Regions from separate parts of the Mus musculus genome. Here region 1 is linked to region 2. Evidence: chromatin contacts called from public Hi-C data. All regions are on one chromosome and are shown on one strand. The core of a region is the stretch at or near the end of the contact, and the rest is flanking DNA. Distances in the headings are between cores, read along the strand shown. Region 1 overlaps Gm34923 (a long non-coding RNA gene). Region 2 overlaps Dgkb (diacylglycerol kinase, beta).

Region 1 (2,755 bases), core at 77-2,576, 930 kb before region 2:
TTTTTTATCCAGTAATTCTATAAGGACCTATGCATTAGTAGAAAACAAGAGAGGAACCACTGGGACAACTGTAAGAGGATATTTTAGTGGTAACAGTGGGTAGAAAAGGAGGCTAAGATGATCCTAATCAAATGGTACATCTAGGTGAGAAATATCACCCTGAGGCCATCTTCAAATACTGGATGAGAAACATGAATGAGGGCCTACACCCTACAAATGGCTTTAAGTACAGGGAAACCCATTATGTTCCTTGGTACAGTTCTACAATAAAGGGAACCTGTGCAAGCAATTTTTGCCTCCCTTTGTATGTTACTAACAACATGTTTATAATTTACAGGCAGCTTTTTATGTCCAGTATTCTCCTTTGTTTTTATTCCAACAACAATCAAAAGTGAATTCTCTTTTGACTATTTGAAGGTGTCAAATTCATACATTAACAGAGAAAATAAACCTGACATGCATCCATGACATAGAGTGGGATGAGAAGAGAAAATTAACTGTTTTTAAAGATATTACTCGAATGCATATAGTAAATTAGCAATGGGAAGATAGAACCATGATGGGGACCTGCCAGTAGATGGGGAACTTGCTTTGAAAATGACCTGTCAAGAGGGAAACTAGAGCCAACTAAACTTTGCTGCCTAGGCAAAATTTGCTAATTTGGGTTATATATTAGGCCACTCTGTTTTAGTGGTCAGCGTCGTTCACGTCATGAGAGGACATAATTTCTACAATAACTAAAGTTGAAATTAATACTCAGAAACGAGCCATACTCTATTTAGACCTAAAATCCATTAAGTTGTCTGCATTAGAGGAAGGAGCTGATCCAAGGAGATAAAGCCCATTTGTTATATTGGAATAGCTGAATGGGGGGAAATTAACACAGTGCCCAGAATGAGAAGGGTGGGATCGAACTCTTGTAGGCCCATGCTATTTTAATGGCAGTTGTGAAGGAAAGCACTGTTCAAAGTATTTTAAATGGCACTGAGATAACATTCCCTAACCTTCATGGATGAAGTTTTACCAATTTTTGATCAGTTATGGAAAATTAGAGAAATGTAAGTGTGACAAGAGCATTGTACTGGCAGAGGTTTTAGAAATCATGTAAAAAACTTGTCAGTCGATGACAGAGATGCAGTCGACCTAAATGGAGGATGCTCTTGCAAGCCCTAATTCTGGTTCTGTTGGTCCACTGTTTTCATCTCTACACGGGCAACTCATTTCTGCAGGAAAAGAGAAAGAATCTCTGTGAACAAATGGGCAGACGGACGGGGTGTGCGTGCCAGGAGATGCTGCATGTTTTGGGAAGTTGTTCCAGTGTTATTGTCCAAGAATGGAAAAGTAACTCCTGCCAAGATAATTCAGTGTTCCTCAAAGCATAACACCATATGTATGCACCACAGTCAAAGTTGCTTAAGCGTCTCAACTATACCAGTAGTCGTGTGTTGTTTCCCTTGGTTTTTCTCTTTATTAAATGCCACCAAAAAGCCTCTGTACTAAAAAAAAGCCTTGAAGTTATCAATTGTTTCAAATGATATTTAATTATAAAGGTTTCATATTTTTTACCTATATTCTAGTATATGTTATTTTTTTCTATTCAGATTTTGCTTAATTTTTGTTGTTGTTGTTAAGAACTTAGTAACTTTACAGATGTAATATCATAGAGAAAAGCAGAATTGCATTAGGCTAAATGTTCCTAAATGTCTGATGAGTTCTGCAAAAAGATAGCACCTAGTATTATTTGTTGTTGCTAAATTACAAAAAAAAAAAAAAAAATCTATGACTTTCATGTGTCAAAATCATGTGGTAAGATTATTTGTCATTTTATTTTAACACAGATCTATCAGATAGAACCAGAAAGATTATGCTTTCATATATTGTGACTTTCGTTTGCAGAGTATTCAGGTTTGGAAACTGTCCTGTGGTAGAAATGCGATCTGTGTGTTGTAGCACTTGTGTGTAATATTGTGGTCCAGAATATCTGTGCACAGGGTCAGTGAGAGCATACATAGGGATGTCCTTAGGTGCCAGAGCAGACAATGTGCACCAACTGTATGGAAACCTGTAACTTTTTTTTTTTTTAACTTTCTCACTGTATTTCCAGTGTTCTGTATAAAGCCTACAAAACAACTTATTTATTGACTAAGTATTCATTCAGGATGCTTGAAAATTCAGTTTCCTACCATGACATAGACCATGTAAAAACCAAAGTTAAACTTTATTCTCTCAAGACCTTATATGTGCACACTCATGGGAATGGGTCTCAGAAACTTAAGCCTTCACTCTCATATTAGACTGTTTTGTTTTTGTTTTTGTTTTTTTCTAATCTTCACAAAACTTCCCTAAAATGTCAGGTTTTTTTTTTTTGCTAAATATTTTAAGGTTAATCCTTTATTGTTTTTATGTTCTTTTAAAATTTCCTTCCTTCCTCTCTCCCTTCTTCCCTTCCCCCCCTCCCCGCCAAGTGTGTGTGTGTGTGTGTGTGTGTGTGTGTGTGTGTGTGAATGTTGCATGTGTGCAGAGGCCAGAAAAGGATGTCAGGTTCCTTGGAAATGGAGTAACACACACTTGTGTGCAGTCTTCTGTGGATACTGGGGGTTCCCAGTATAGCTAGTGCCACTCACACTCATTACAGTGCTTCTCAGGAAGTCACTGTTAGTGACAGAGAGGTGTCGCACATATCTGGAAAGACTAAATGGTGGGAGCAAAAACTCGAGGCTTACATTTCAGAGCCATGTTCTTCTATGTTCTTATT
Region 2 (2,700 bases), core at 5-2,504:
TGTGGTGATTGCTGGTGAGATGATGCCAAGGGCATGAGAGTTAAGAGAGTTGCAGGCTGACTAACTCAGATATCTCTGGGGCTCAGAGGGCTTTGAATTTTCCCATCTCAACATCTACCCCCACCAATGAACTGCTAGAATACATGAAGGAGCCAATCCTACAGATCCAAAACTACAGGATCTCCATGACACAGCTCAACAACAGCGTATTCAAGAAGAGTCCAAGTGAGATTCCAATATTGATAGAGTAGCAGAAACCAAAGACCTCTTGCCAGACCAAGGAGTTATTGCAATGAACATTTGCAAGCAAAGAAGGGTGGACAAAAGGGTATACTGTGTAACACACTGTGCCACACTACAACTTCCACAAGGAGATTCCCCCCACCCTAGCCCCCACTGTTGAGGCAGAGGATACAAACATGGAGGGCAGGTACTGCAGAAAGGGAAATGAACAGGATTGCGTCGTGGTGTGAAATTCACAAAGAACCAATAAGAGGGTTTTAAATTTTTTTCTATATATATTCAGGGCGTATCTATCCCTTTTCCTATAGCTTAGATCCACTCAGGGAAATGGTACAAGATTATCACTGTATATAGAAATTATAAAGAGACCAACCAACAGAATATTCTCAAATATTTTAATCAGTTAAGTAAGTAAAACTATCATGTGATCTATTAGAGAGGAAGTGAGAATACTTAGGAATGGATATAATAAGAATAAATTATCGGATTAATTAATGTTCAAATCTTTGCTTTCTCTGTAAGAAAAAATCTAAATTTATTCTTTAAATATAATAAATGATTATGACTATAAATTATACTATTTTGTTTCAAAGAAGAAATTTATTTCTTAGGAAAAAAAAAACTCAGATTTTCAGCCTTATAATTAGTTTGCCTAAAACCAATTTGCAAACACTGGTCTCTTCTACAGTTGATAGACTTTTCCTTTCTCCTTTTCTAGGAGTTGCTACTTGATCTGCTGCAGTTTGAAAGATCTGCAGGATGGATGGTTACTCAGCCAGGGTTACCTAAGAACTGAAAAAAAAATACCAAGCACATCATAAACAACCTTTCAGAATCCCAAGATGAGGATATAATAGAGATGAAATAAGTAAAAATAAATCCACAGGCTCAGACAGAAGCACATCAGAAATTCATACAAATGGCTGGGTTTCGGGGGAAATGCTATTATAAATATGTAATCTTTAGTTACTCAGTCCTCCCCCAACACCCTGATTCTTAGATTTAAAGCCAGATTCCTTCATTATTTCTGACCTGATATGAAGCACCATCTGGCATGTTCATGTTAAGAGGATTATATGAAAGAAAAATAGATATTTTTGCTCCTTCTAACTCTAAGAGTTTTTAAAGGCATGCACATTATTTAGGTTTAAAATGTGAAAAACACAAATGGATAAAGAAAAAAGTGGGTTTAATATCTATTTCTTAAAAGGAAAACAGTTATACACAGCTTTAACGATGAACTATTTTTACTGGCATTCATAGCTTCCGTTTTAAAATTTTAGTCTTATGGGAATTTTTCTTAAAGAAAGATTACAAATCCAGATTTTTATAAGGAGAATAGTCATTATTTTCTATGATATTGATACATACATATATGAAACTAAATTTTAGATATCACTATGTCCAAGTCAAAAATTTTGAGGTAACTCTGAAGATATTCATCGGTTTCTAGTTCCGTGAACTGAATCAAACATATGAAAGTTGTGAAGTTGGAATACAGGTTTGTGATGGTTGAGGATAAAACTTCTACCTTTTAAAATTTACATAAAATCATAAACTTTTAAATCTACTTCCTGCAACTGATAGCTCCTGTTAAGAAAGAGATTTTGTAGTTACGTGGCTCATGATATTAATCCTAGTTCCTTGGAGGCAAAGGTATGCAGATCTCTGAGGATTCCAATCCAGCTCAGTTTATACAGTGAACTCCAGGCCAGTTAGAATTATTTAGTGAGAATATCTTCAAAACCAAAATAAAACAAGATGTACAATAAGAAAGCACCTCTTCAAACAAACAGAAAATAAACAACAACAACAACAATAAGAAACTCATTTGAAAAATAAGAAAGATGGCATCCATATGTGCTATAAAAGGACACTAGAAATGGTGTGCTGTTTGGTACCCAGAGCTACAGTGCAGATTTTCTGACCCATAGTCCATTATACTCTGTACTTTATAGAATACTTTCTTCTTGAGCCAGATGAGCTTCTGTCTAGAAATGGCCACTGTGCAAGGCCTATGCCCCACGTCTTCATACACACATAGCACTATGGAAACAGCTTAACTCAAACTTAGAACAATTCTTTTTGACTACCTTCTTTTCTGAAGCATTTAGAGTAGCTAAATGTTCATATTTTAAAACATTTCTCAAGAGTCTACACATAACTATGAGCAAAAGCCAAACTGTGTAACAAAAGCACCCAGTAGAAAAGAAAAAAAAATGTAACTGAAATCAAAAGTAACCAGAAAGGTCTAGAAAGATGGCTCAGTGTTTAAGAGTGCATACTGTTCTTAAGGGAGGCTGAGATGAGTTTCCAGCATCCACTTACAATCGCCAATTACTCCTGATACAGGGATATAGTGTCTTTGTGCTTTTCAGGAACCCATGGACATGTGCAAATTCATAAACATAGAAAATCATACTTATAAAATTAATTTTAAAAATGTAACCAGAAAAG

The links. Hi-C and Micro-C count contacts between places; a contact is called where the count stands out from the background.
Region 1: a Hi-C map of cerebellar granule neurons shows a contact between it and region 2, with 4 times the contacts expected there. The contact joins two enhancer-like sites.

The regions. Positions count from the first base shown.
Region 1 is chr12:39,491,867-39,494,621 of GRCm38.p6, reverse strand. All of the region lies in intron 2 of Gm34923 (a long non-coding RNA gene), which reads left to right. Among named protein-coding and RNA genes, the nearest start is that of Gm24069, 32 kb to the right of the region's middle. Within about 2 kb of position 1,326, at least 4 of the 459 cell types and tissues checked have an H3K27ac peak or open chromatin away from gene starts, as enhancers often do. A contact at or near this core is called in cerebellar granule neurons, where this site is marked.
Region 2 is chr12:38,563,010-38,565,709 of GRCm38.p6, reverse strand. All of the region lies in intron 23 of Dgkb (diacylglycerol kinase, beta), which reads right to left. The region is part of intron 4 of 4930428E07Rik (RIKEN cDNA 4930428E07 gene); the gene reads left to right. Among named protein-coding and RNA genes, the nearest start is that of 4930428E07Rik, 50 kb to the left of the region's middle. Within about 2 kb of position 1,254, at least 1 of the 459 cell types and tissues checked has an H3K27ac peak or open chromatin away from gene starts, as enhancers often do. A contact at or near this core is called in cerebellar granule neurons, where this site is marked.